Regions from separate parts of the Rattus norvegicus genome. Here all the other regions are linked to region 3. Evidence: chromatin contacts called from public Hi-C data. All regions are on one chromosome and are shown on one strand. The core of a region is the stretch at or near the end of the contact, and the rest is flanking DNA. Distances in the headings are between cores, read along the strand shown.

Region 1 (3,574 bases), core at 219-2,718, 220 kb before region 3:
CACTTAGACCAGTGGTTCTCAACCTTCCTAATGACGTGACCCTATTAACACAGTTCCTCATGATGTGGTGACCCCCAACCATAAAACTATTTTTGTTGCTCTTTCATAAATGTAATTATGAGTCATAAGGCAAATATTTTTGGTGATCAAGGTTTGCTGAGAGGCTTCAACCCACAGGTTGAGAACCATTGCCTTAGACCACCAAGACACTGAGAACATCCAGTCCCACCATTCGACAACAGAGGAACGAATAGGTATTCTGAAGCCGACACTCAACTATAAAAAGGCTCTCAAAGGCTGATAACACAGCTGTCCAAGGACAGTAGCTGAGAACCAGGAGTGATCATCCAAAATGTAGGCTATGCTCAGGTCATGAGAGAATCCAAAAGGAGAAGCGAGCAGCAATAGAGCCCATGATGCTAACCTCTAGACGCAGGAAGTACAAAGCTTCACACCGGAACTGTCAGGTAGACCTCTCTGTCCCCATCTCCCTTCCTCTCTCCCTCCCTCGTTCCCTCCCTTTGTTCCAGCTCTGAGGGAGTCTCACATGGCAGCCAGCAAGCCTGTAACCCTCCCCCTCAGAAATTAAAATGGAAATAATAAATCACATGTTAGAGTACATACTTTAAGCCTTGAATCTGATACAAATTGATTATAGGATATTATCTCACTTGGGGGGGGGGACAGAAAAGCACAAAACAGCCCAAAGGAGCATCGAGGGTCAAAGCAGACCCGTGTTAACCAAAAAAATCATAAAACCTGCTTCTAGCATGGTACTCCACTTATGTGTCCAACTGCTGACTGGTTATCAGAAAACAGAGGCTGTCTACCATTTGACACATTGGAGATGCTGATAAATGTTTGAACTATCTAATGAATGAATCAATGATTAATCCTCCATGAGTCACAAAAAAAAACTTGAAAATTTGATTATTGAAAAGGAACATAAAGTAGGACAAAAGAAACAAGATTGAGCTGGGTGAGTGTGGGCGGAAACTGGTTTGTGATTCAGAGAAAACTGTACTGATTTTAAAGTCTTCCTGGCAATTGTATGTTTTATTGTACAGGAGTAAATATAGTTAGTTCTCCAAGTAGATGGCAGGAGACTTTCAGAGGTTAAGGCCATTTTTAGAAGCCAGGACAAAGGTATTGTTAGACAGTGGTTCTGCGCACAAATTTTGAGGGAGTGCCTTCTCAGTTTACCCTGGACTTGCACAAGCCTTGGAGAGGCTGACAGTCTAGATCCTGAACCAGAAGGCTGATCCAGAAGGACCCAAGATGCATATCTATCTGAACTAGGAAAACTTTGTCCAAGGTAACCAGGAGCAGATTAAGCCATAAAAAAAGACTGCGAACCAGCACAAAAGGGTCAACCAGAGGAACAAAATCTGCTGTCACTTGTAAGAGGTGAGCAAGTGTTTAAGGAATGCCAGATGCAGCCAGAAAGAGAGGACAGGCCTTGACTCAGAAGGAAGGCGGGAAGCTGAGAGAAAGAGCGATGAGATGTGCTCGCCTCAGGCAGAGCTGAGACCTGATGAATTCTGTGTCTCGAAGTTGATGCCAGGCAAACTTTGTTTGCTTTGGCGGGATGTAATGGCTGAGAAGTAGAGTGGGTAGACTCTGTGGGCCTTGATTCCTTTCTCTGTATAAAATATAACTAATGTCTTCTTGGCCTGGATATTAAAGAGGTTACTGTTTGTAGTTTCTGTTTCCTAAGCTTCTGTGGTTATGAGGGAGGCTGTCAGACTTTTTTTTGTAACTATAGACTGAACCCAGGGTCTCCTGAATGCAAGGCTAGCACTCTACCAACTGAACTACTAAACTATGTCCTTGGAAGAATTTCCTAAATGTTAGTCTAATATGGTAAGGAAGTTCTGGATCTCAGACATAGCACTTAATGCTCTCTCTGCCTCTGCCTCTGCCTCTGCCTCTGCCTCTCAATCTCTGTCTCTTTGCCTCTGTCTCTCTGTCTCTGTCTCTCTGCCTCTGTCTCTCTGTCTCTGCCTCTGTCTCTCTGTCTCTGTCTCTCTCTGTCTCTCTGTCTCTCTGTGTGTGTGTGTGTGTGTGTGTGTGTGTGTGTGTGTATGAATTTGTGTATACTCCTTAGCCATAGTCACCTCCTGACCCAGCAGGTTGGGGTGTGACAGACCCTCCCTGCCTCTGGAATGCACTCTCTTCTCGCCTTTGCTCTAAATCCCTAAACTACTTTAGCAGAGGACCTGTCTTTTCCCAGCACTTACCACAGAGCAGGATGCAAAGAAAACGCTTACTACACATTTACAGAATAAATGCAGAGAGGTTCCATGTCTAAAAGAAAATCGACTCAAAGGCCTGACTCAAAGGAGTAGGGCTTTCCTGGTAACACCGTTTGAGGTTTCCTGAGGCTGATGCTCATTTGGAAATGTGTTGTTCTATCTCCCTGAGCAGAACTCTCTGGTTAGCTCACCAAGTTATCAGTGTTGCTGTGTTGTCTAAGACCAATGTCCAGCAAGTATCCTTAGAGGCAAACTCCTGGGTGCCCTACTTTTCTTCTTGAGCTATGACCTTAAGCTGAATATGCTGAGGAATGAACTTCTCAAACTGAGTACGCTGGAGAATAGGCCTGCCTACTCTATGTAAAATCCTATGTGTCTGAGCTTTCTCTAACAGCTGTAGGCCATGAGCATCCCTCTCTACCCTTATTTCTCTGTCACTTTTGTTTGCTCGCTTGCTTGGCTTTGTGTGGCCATGATGTGACCCCCAATGCATCTAACTGCATCCTCAAGAGCTTGAGGCTAAATTGGCTTTGGAAACCCCGAAGCTTCCAATATCACATCTCTCCATCAGGGTCTCTTAGCCTTCTTCCGGGCTTCTCCACCGAACTCTCACTTTCTCGTGCATTGCTCCAAACACCTCCTGTTCCCTTTGCCCCTTGAATCTCTCCAGTAGTAGGTGAGTTCCATGAGGGCAGGAAAGAACTTCATTAGGAAAAAGAACTGATTTAGCACCAAGCCTAGTTTAGCTACTGTAACCAAACTGTTCCGTGCTGCGTATAAACAATTGGACTTTGATGGACTGATGTTACCTTATGGGGGAAGGGGTGACCAGCACTCAACAAGCAGGGGGTACTTACAGTCACTGAGAGGGGTTCTCCAGTCCTCATAGGACAGAAGTTCTTTAAAAATGATGCCCAGAGAATACCCAAGAGCTCCCCAAGACCATTTCTGGGAGCCCATGACCTAACCGTTTTCACAATAAGGTCAACTCTTAAATGCCCCTTTTTCTATATCAGCTTTTATCTTGGCCAGCTGGAAGTAATATTGACAAAACCACTGGTACCAAGTAAGAACCAAAAAGTCTTCGTACTCGTGTAGTTGCAATGAAAACAAAAGAGGCTGAAATAAGTGGAATGACAGACTCGCTTCAAAGTATCTTCAATTAAGTCACAAAATATGAATTTTAAACATTATGACCCTGTGGTCAGCCATATAACCATGAGAGTTGTCTTAACCATATAACTCTGGGGGTTGTCTTAGCCATGTAAACATGAGGGTTGTCTTAGCCATGTAACTCTGAGGGTTGTCTTAACCATATA
Region 2 (3,893 bases), core at 135-2,634, 170 kb before region 3:
CTTGTTGATGTTTTTGTTTGCTAGATAGTTTTTAATTGAAAAAAAGTTAACTACTTATGATTGGAAAGTGGATGTCATTGCCCTTTCTTGGATGAGCAAAACACAATAGTAGTTTATACCTGTATATTTGTTTTTCCCAGGCATTTGTGTTTTTAATAGTTTGGGGCTCAATGAGTTAAAGAAGAGGGTCTAAATCAAGGTGATATTATCCTCGTGAGGGTGCTTGGCCCAGAGGCAGTTAGAGCATAGGCAGGGCGCAGTGCCACTGGGGAGTGAGAAGCCAGAGTCAAGTGGTAAACAGACCCTTGAGTTCAGGTGTACTGTGCCTGGAAGCACAATGCAGCCTCCTCAACAGATAATTGAAAAGATCAACTGTGTCATGGTTGGGTACCCTGTGATAGACCACAGAATGACAGAGCATGAGGCTAGAGGCTAGAGGAGACACTGGGCTGATGGTCTGAGTAAATATCCCTGCTCTTCTGAAGGTCAGACTCTTGGTTGTGAAAGCTGGAAAGATACCTCTTCCTAGACTTCTTTATCCGTGAAGAGAAACATCAGTGACTTGAATGAAGGTGTGTCACCAATTGGCTGTGCAGTGGAAGCCTCTCCCCATTCTGCCCACTCTCTACATGTGCACTCTCTCCTCTTCTACTCCTGATTCATGTACCCTCCTTCTTAAATCACCCTTATCCCATTTAGGATAACTCCCTCAAATACTATTTACTATGACTCACCAATGATCTCCATCCGAAAGATGGAGAACTGAAGAGTATTTCTTAATGAAGACTGCTGAATGCTTCTTTAAATTAAGGAATTTCAATGGCAGGAGCCGATAACAACTATCCCACACCCTCCCCCCAACCCTATCCCCGCCAACATTCACAGAGAGATGTATATTTCAAAAGGCTGTCTCCTCTTTCCCGTGTACTATTAGAAGAAACACATAGCATATCCCCTTTGAAGTCTTTTCATTAAGAGGAGAAGGCAGAGGGGACTAGTTGGGGGAAGAACGAGAAAAGGGACGTTCCTCAAAGGCAATTTCTAGACAGATGACTTGATTTAGGGCCCTGATATGCCCTCTGCTTTTTGACAGTCTGAATTAATTCAGCAGAACAGAAACAAAGAGGGTTCTAAAATAGCAAATTGTGGCCAGGACTGGGGGTAATGAGATCTGCTCCGAACAATGTGCTTACTGTATATGAGTGTTTCAGATGATGACCAGACCATATACACAAACATCTTTGTTCTGTGAGGCTTGTTCTAATCTTAGAAGCATATTAAACCTTGTGTTCTTGTCAGCATGGGAAGACTCGCTCCTTCCTGAGGAGTGGGAGAGGACTGCATGTCAAGCAGTCTGTGGCTGAGGTTGCCATGACAGAGTCTATGCCGGAAGTGATGGCCGTTCCCTCTTTGTGTGGTCAGCACTGGTTAGTCACTGAGGCCTGTGTCTGCTGGAGCCCAGACAAGACCTCAGAAATCACACATTCCATTTGTCTCTGATCGCACTGTGGACTAGAAGGACTTGTGGTCAAAGGGATTTCATGTTGGTTTTGTAATAGGTGATTGAGATAGACTCTTGCATAGCCCAGGTTAGCTCCAAATTCATTATGCATCAGAGAATGACTTTTGAACTTCAAATCTCCTGCTTCTATCTCCCAAGTGCTGAGATCACAGAGGCAAACCAGCTTGCCTGGCTAGAGGATTTTAAAGTCCTAATTTCACGCATACCACAGCCTAACAGCCCACTGTGTGCAAAGATAGGAACACTAAGCAACCAGATGATTCTTACGGCACCAGAAGTTCCAGGATATCCTGATCAATACAGCACTAAATGTGAACAGCTGGAGAAAATACAAAAGTATTTCCAGGTATATCCTCCCGGAAGTGCGAATGCCCGACAGAGGGGACCAAGCTGGACCATGTTCAAAGAAACCCAAGAAGCCACTGTGATACTGTGAACTGTGCGTTAGTTGTGCAGTGGCTCAGGAAAGTGATAGGTCAAGGACAATCCAGGCTGGCATTGAGGTCTGGGGGGAATGCTGGACTTCTGTCAAGTATGGTGCAAAAGTGCTGGCTGGTGCTTAGCGGGAGAGTAAGGTGATCTGTGCTTCGGATTTAGAAGAGACTGGAGCAGTGGAAGAAGGCGGAGCAGGAACTCATGCAGGCAGAGCATCCATAGCTCACACGGAAGTCCACGGGAGGTTATGAGTAGAGCAGCTACTGTTGTTAGACAGTGACAAGTTCCGGAGTGTTTGCTGGGTGTAGCGCCAAGCCCTCCTGCTGGTGTAGGTAGAGGTAAGGAAGTGGGGACTGAAGGGTTCAGATTTGAACCTTTAAGTAAGTGAAGTCCGGAGCAGATGGAGATTCAGAAATGGTGAAAAGCAGACATTTTTCTCTTTTATTTCTTTCTTTTTTCTTTTCTTTTTTCTTTTCTTTTTTCTTTTCTTTTTCTTTCTTTCTTTTTTTTTTTTTGGCATTTGAGTGGGTAGAACGTGTAGGAGTGGACATCATCTGCCTGTTCTACATGCTCTATACTATATAGCTAAACATAGTTAACTCTGTCACACAGTGGGTAGCAGCTTCCCTCACTGACATTATATTTAGACGTGTAAAGAAAATTAGTCACCTTTACGACAGTGTTTTTTTTTTAACATAACCAAGACTAAACCTTCTTAAATAAGTTGGTGGGAAGTAGCATTTGGTTTTCTTTCTTTCTCTCTCTCTCTCTCTCTTCCTTCCTTCCTTCCTTCCTTCCTTCCTTCCTTCCTTTCTTTCAGCTTTGTGTGCAAAGAGGTTCTCCATAAATGCACTTGTGTGGAAGCAGGGTCGATCACTGAGGAGGACAAGAGGACCCTTTTCCTCTAGATCACATGAGAATCGTTTGTGAAACCAGTGGCTGCACACCTTTCTCCATCCACCCATCTCCAGAAACTGAATTGCATGGAGGACTGCCCTTCCTGCAAAGCAGAGAGAGGGAGACAGGTGAGCAACCAATCACAAAGTCCTGGGAAGAAGCCAGGGTGAATTCCTTAGGTTTTCCTTCAGAAACATACCCCAGATGAAAAAGTCTTCCAAAAATACAAACAGATTCGGTGAAACGATGCGTGAATGAATGAATGTATGAATGAGCGAACAACTCCCCTCACCTGGAAAGGCTGCTCTCTTCAGCTGAGAGGCAGAAGACGGGAAGCCCAGCAAGGCAGAAATCCTGCAGACAATCACTGTTCTCCTCCAGACAAACACTGCAGAGAGATTGCAGCCACACCCCACCCATGGGAAGGGCTAGTTGTATCTCCCCTGATTTTGTGTTGAAACCCTGCTCTCCAATGAGATGGCGTAGACAGTGGGTGCCCAGGTGGTAATTAGACTAGATGAGCCCACAAAGGAGGCGATTTTATAAATAGGACCAGTGCCTTTCCGAGAGGCCCAAAAGAACTTACCACTACACTAATATGTGAAGACAAAAGAGAAGATAGTGGTCTATAACCAGAAGAGAGCCCTTATCAGTCCTTACCAGAAATCATAGTATTTGTAGGTAAAGGAAAGCTAACATAGCTTACTACCAGAGAATCTCCTAAAAGAATAACTACACAAAGTCTCTAAACAGAAGACTGGGTTAAATAAAGACCCTTGGAACATTCAGTCAGAAGCAACAAGAAAAACCAAGGGTTAATGTAATAGATTTTCCTTCTCCCTTTCTATATAATAGTTCATGCTTGATGGTTGGGATTTGGGTCTTTGGAGTGGTTCTAGACACACTGGGGAAATGTTTCGGGCAGTAGCAAAGACAAGGGATAGGGAGGAGCTCAGATTTCTGCTCCTCAGTCACACAGTGGAAGTAGGCATTCCAGCACACGGTGCTTCCGTATGCAGGCATACAGCGTGACAGAGGT
Region 3 (4,007 bases), core at 1,017-3,516:
GGGTGGGGCAGAGAAATGAGGCATCAGTTGCCGAGAGAGTGGGGTAACATACAGACAGGCAGGTACTGAGAGTCAGGTCCCCAAGGAATGCAGAGCAGAGCCAGAGTAAACATTGTGAAACTGGGTCAGCAACTCCGGGCCAGATAGAGAGCCCAAATAGAGCCAAATGGGTTAGCAAGTCAACAAAGGGAATGGCTGAGCAATGCTCGCCACAAGGAGCCAGAGACAGCTCTCTGAGGTCAGCTGACTGCATTTAGAACTAATATAGATCCGAAGTAATGCCAGCCCCACCTCTCACCCGTAGGGTCTCCCAAGATCCACCTGGTAGAGTGCTCCCAGGAGGACTGGAACTTGCCTCTCTAAGTTAGTTGAATGTCCCATTGTCACCATGGATAAAAGTCACTGCAGCTATGTTTGGGCCCAGTGTCCCAGGTCAGGCGTCACTAGAGAAAGAACGTGACCTGAGGAGCAAGTTCTAGGTCAGTGGCTCTCAGCCAGGTCCTAATGCTGCGATCCTTTGATACAGTTCCTCCTGTTGGGGTGACTCGCAACTATAACATTATTTTCATCGCTACTTCATAACTAATTTTGCTACTGTTATGAATCGTAATGTAAATAAATATCTGATATGTAGGATATTTGATATGCCATCCCCAAAGGGGTTGCGACCCACAGGTTACTGGCGTAGATCGTTTGAGGAGGAAAAAGATGGAAGGAGAAAGTTGCAGAGTCTGCGTAAAGGACTCTGGTGGTCTTCTGATTTCTTAAAGCTCAGGTCTTCAGGCATCTTAAGGAAATGCCAGCATCTTCCACTGAGAGGAACTGACACACCCATGAGCCCATGGGCTTTTTTTTTTTTTGACAGTTGACAGTAGTTATGTCTAAGTGCCAGTCAACTGCAAGTCTATTATAGAATGGATTGTCCCTGGGGAAAGTGTACAGTGCAGTGTTCTAGCTGGCGTTGAGGGAACACAGTAGGTGTTTTGATTCTCCACTGAGCTACAGTCAGTGTTGCTCTGTAACCTTGTACTGTATTGATGTTGACGACTTGGTTATCTAAGTGAACTGCAAAGATTAGCCCTGGGCATGCAGTTCTCACTGAGTGCGCCCTACTCTCTGTGAGCAGCCTTAGCCCCCCATCCCCCCCCACACCCCAAGAATGCTTCACCTTTCTCCAGAGTTCCGGTTCCACTCACCTCCCTCCACCCCCAAACGCTGGAGAACTCAGATGTTCTGTTGCAGGGTGGGCTTGCAACAGTGAGGGGACACTTGCCAGAGCTCTGGGGCACTCCGTCAGCCCCGAGAGACAGAGGACGAGTAGGAGATTGCTTTGATGCTGCTGCTTTGCAACATGGCTGAAGCTGTAGCCTACTCAAGGAAGCGCATCGGCCCAGAAAACTGAGAGAAGCAACCAGGGCCAAGACAGAGCTGGCTCAGCGGTTAAGAGCATGCACTGCTTTTGGTAAGGACACAAGTTCAGTTCCCAGGACCCATTGGGTGGCTTAAAACCACTTGTTAATCCAGATCCAGGGGCATCTGACTCTTCTGGCCTTTGTGGATTTTTGCACTAGTGTGCTTGAGCTACACACACACACACACACACACACACACACACAGAGTTAAAAAAAGAAAGTAAATCTGAGAGAATAGGGTGGAGTGGGGGGTGGGGGGTGGGGGTGGGAGGTGGGGGTGGGGGGGTGAACCAGAGTTTAGAAATGCTATCCTTGAGCAGAGTCCTGTTTCTCAGAGTTAACACAGCTTTTTATTATCTAAGCCAGTTTAAACAAGGGTTTCCGTTTACTATAGTCAGTGTTGCTCTGTTTTAGAGATGAGAAAATGGACGCAGAGAGACGCTGAAAAATGTTTCCCAGCCTCCACCAACTTCTTCAAACTCTGTGGTGTTCGGTTCTCAGCACGGCATTCCCTTCACCGTTTTAATCAGATCTCCATGAAGCCTTCACAGGATCAGGCCTGTTGATAACTCCCTCACAGAAGGGTCATTAGGCCTTCCCCTGAACTTCCACCCACTCCCTCCTTCCTGTGCCTCACCCACCCCTCACCCCAGCTCTATAACATTCTGCTCTGGCTGCTCGCCCTCTCTGGAGGTGGTAGAGCTGAGGAAGGTACGGGGTTAACTGAAGGAGGAACACTGTCTTCAGTTGCCGGTTGCCGAGGCCAACAGCCATGCTGACGTGGGACTTTGCAGCTCTGTGGTCGTCTCGCAGTCACGTACATTCCTATGAGTAACCTCTCAACCACCCTTCTGTCAGAGAGCTCGGTAGGTTCACTAGTTCACCGAGCTAGGCTTGGATGAGTTGGTTCTTGGGTCTGTTACTGATGCCCTGGTTTCAGTGGAGAGACATTTGTTTATGTCTCCCGGGAAAAGTCAGGCAACATGAGATTAAGTTGGAATTCGAAGTGTCTCAAGCTTGTTTTTTCTTCTTCTGTTGTTCCTTTGTTTCTTTCTTTCCTCCCATCCTTCCTTCTTTCTTTCCTTCTTAATGTTTGTTGTATTTGTATGTATGTATACTACATGCATGCAGTAGACGACGGGAGTTAGAAGAGAACACTGGATCCTTGGAATTAGAGTCACAGACAGTTGTGTGTGAGTTGCCATGTGGGTGCTGGGATCTAAGCCCTGGTCTTCTGCAAGAGCAGAAAAAGAGCCTCTGAACCCTCTCTCAAGTCCTGCAAACCTATTTTATTATCCCATACAAGATACCACTCCTGGGTGATATGATTTACCTATCTCTTAGTCATAAGATAATAGGTTATGGCTATGATTGCAGAATGTTCCGGTCATCCTGATGGCTCCCAACCTAGGACAGCCATCTCTAGTTGAGATGCATGTCCTAGAACCAGGAAAGGATGCATCTTTTGTAGGCCTAGTGTTGCAGGCACCCGGGACTCCCAGGCAAACAACATATGCATGTGAATGGATTTCTCTATGTCACATAGAGACTTACTCATCCTTTGTGAGTCATCCTAAATGTCATTGCTTCGTAAGGATTTCCTTCTACATGCAGAATTGGCTGGGTCCTGGCCCTATGTGCATTCTAGTACCTACAGGTCTTCTATGCATCCTAGTTGCAGTTAAGCAAATGGTTAACGTGTCTTACCCCAAACTGCAAATGTCTTCTGTTTTTTATTTCATTCTTAACACACTCGTCTATCAGTCGTTAATTTGGTTTTCACATGATGAGTGTACTGATTGAGGTAAAAAGAATACCTATGAGGAGTGGGTAGTCATGGTGGAACATTTGGGAGGCAGGGGAATGGGATTCTAAGGTTAGGTGTAGAAAAGGCTGGCTTCTGCATGATATAAGCTAGCAGTGTCAGCATACAGAAAGGAGGTAGAAGGAAACTGAAGAGAAATTTCATTTATTTTAACATAATGATAGAATTCCACATGTACCAAAGACAGAAAAACTTTACACTGCACATTTATCATCAACACACACACAAGCCTGACCTAAGTCTTTTGTTAAGAGAGTTACAAAAGAATTTTCAGACTCCAGGCATGGTGGCACACATTTAATCCCAGCATCCCAGCACTCAGGAGGCAGAGAGAGGTGGATCTCCAGGAGTTAGAGGTCAGTCTGGTCTACAAAATGAGTTCTAGGACTCCACAGGGAAACCCTGTCTCAAAACCACTAAGCATTATCAGGTTTTAGAAGACTTTGTGGACTGACTGGTTGCGGGGACCCTCAACTATAGAATTATTTTTGTTGCCACTTCATAACTGTAATTTGGCTACTGGCTGTTGCTGTTTTTTCTCTACTTATTCTCCTTCCCACTCCATGATCTTTAACCTTCTAGTTTTCTGGACTTTTCACACTAAGTGGCCTCCCTTCTCCTGCCCCTGGTTAATGCCTATGCATCCTTGGTGTGTGTGTGTGTGTGTGTGTGTGTGTGTGTGTGTGTGTGTGTGTGTGTACCTGAGTGCTTGTGTATGTGTGGCAGTTAACATTCATAAGCTTTTAAACTGGAGGGAAACTGAGCATTAG

The links. Hi-C and Micro-C count contacts between places; a contact is called where the count stands out from the background.
Region 1: a Hi-C map of the A7r5 cell line shows a contact between it and region 3, with 4 times the contacts expected there. The contact joins two enhancer-like sites. A contact is called at or near these places in 2 of 12 Hi-C or Micro-C datasets (the A7r5 cell line and mammary epithelial cells).
Region 2: a Hi-C map of the A7r5 cell line shows a contact between it and region 3, with 2.5 times the contacts expected there. The contact joins two enhancer-like sites. A contact is called at or near these places in 4 of 12 Hi-C or Micro-C datasets (the A7r5 cell line, Schwann cells, frontal cortex and 1 more).

What each region holds. Positions count from the first base shown.
Region 1 is chr16:62,969,500-62,973,073 of GRCr8, reverse strand. No RefSeq gene overlaps it. Among named protein-coding and RNA genes, the nearest start is that of Prag1, 130 kb to the right of the region's middle. Within about 2 kb of position 1,468, at least 8 of the 93 cell types and tissues checked have an H3K27ac peak or open chromatin away from gene starts, as enhancers often do. A contact at or near this core is called in the A7r5 cell line, where this site is marked.
Region 2 is chr16:62,917,157-62,921,049 of GRCr8, reverse strand. No RefSeq gene overlaps it. Among named protein-coding and RNA genes, the nearest start is that of Prag1, 75 kb to the right of the region's middle. Within about 2 kb of position 1,384, at least 17 of the 93 cell types and tissues checked have an H3K27ac peak or open chromatin away from gene starts, as enhancers often do. A contact at or near this core is called in the A7r5 cell line and Schwann cells, where this site is marked.
Region 3 is chr16:62,748,755-62,752,761 of GRCr8, reverse strand. It overlaps LOC120097451 (a long non-coding RNA gene), which reads left to right. Exons shown (of 4, transcript XR_010058415.1): 3 at 1,827-2,278. Among named protein-coding and RNA genes, the nearest start is that of Lonrf1, 63 kb to the right of the region's middle. Within about 2 kb of position 2,266, at least 10 of the 93 cell types and tissues checked have an H3K27ac peak or open chromatin away from gene starts, as enhancers often do. A contact at or near this core is called in the A7r5 cell line and Schwann cells, where this site is marked.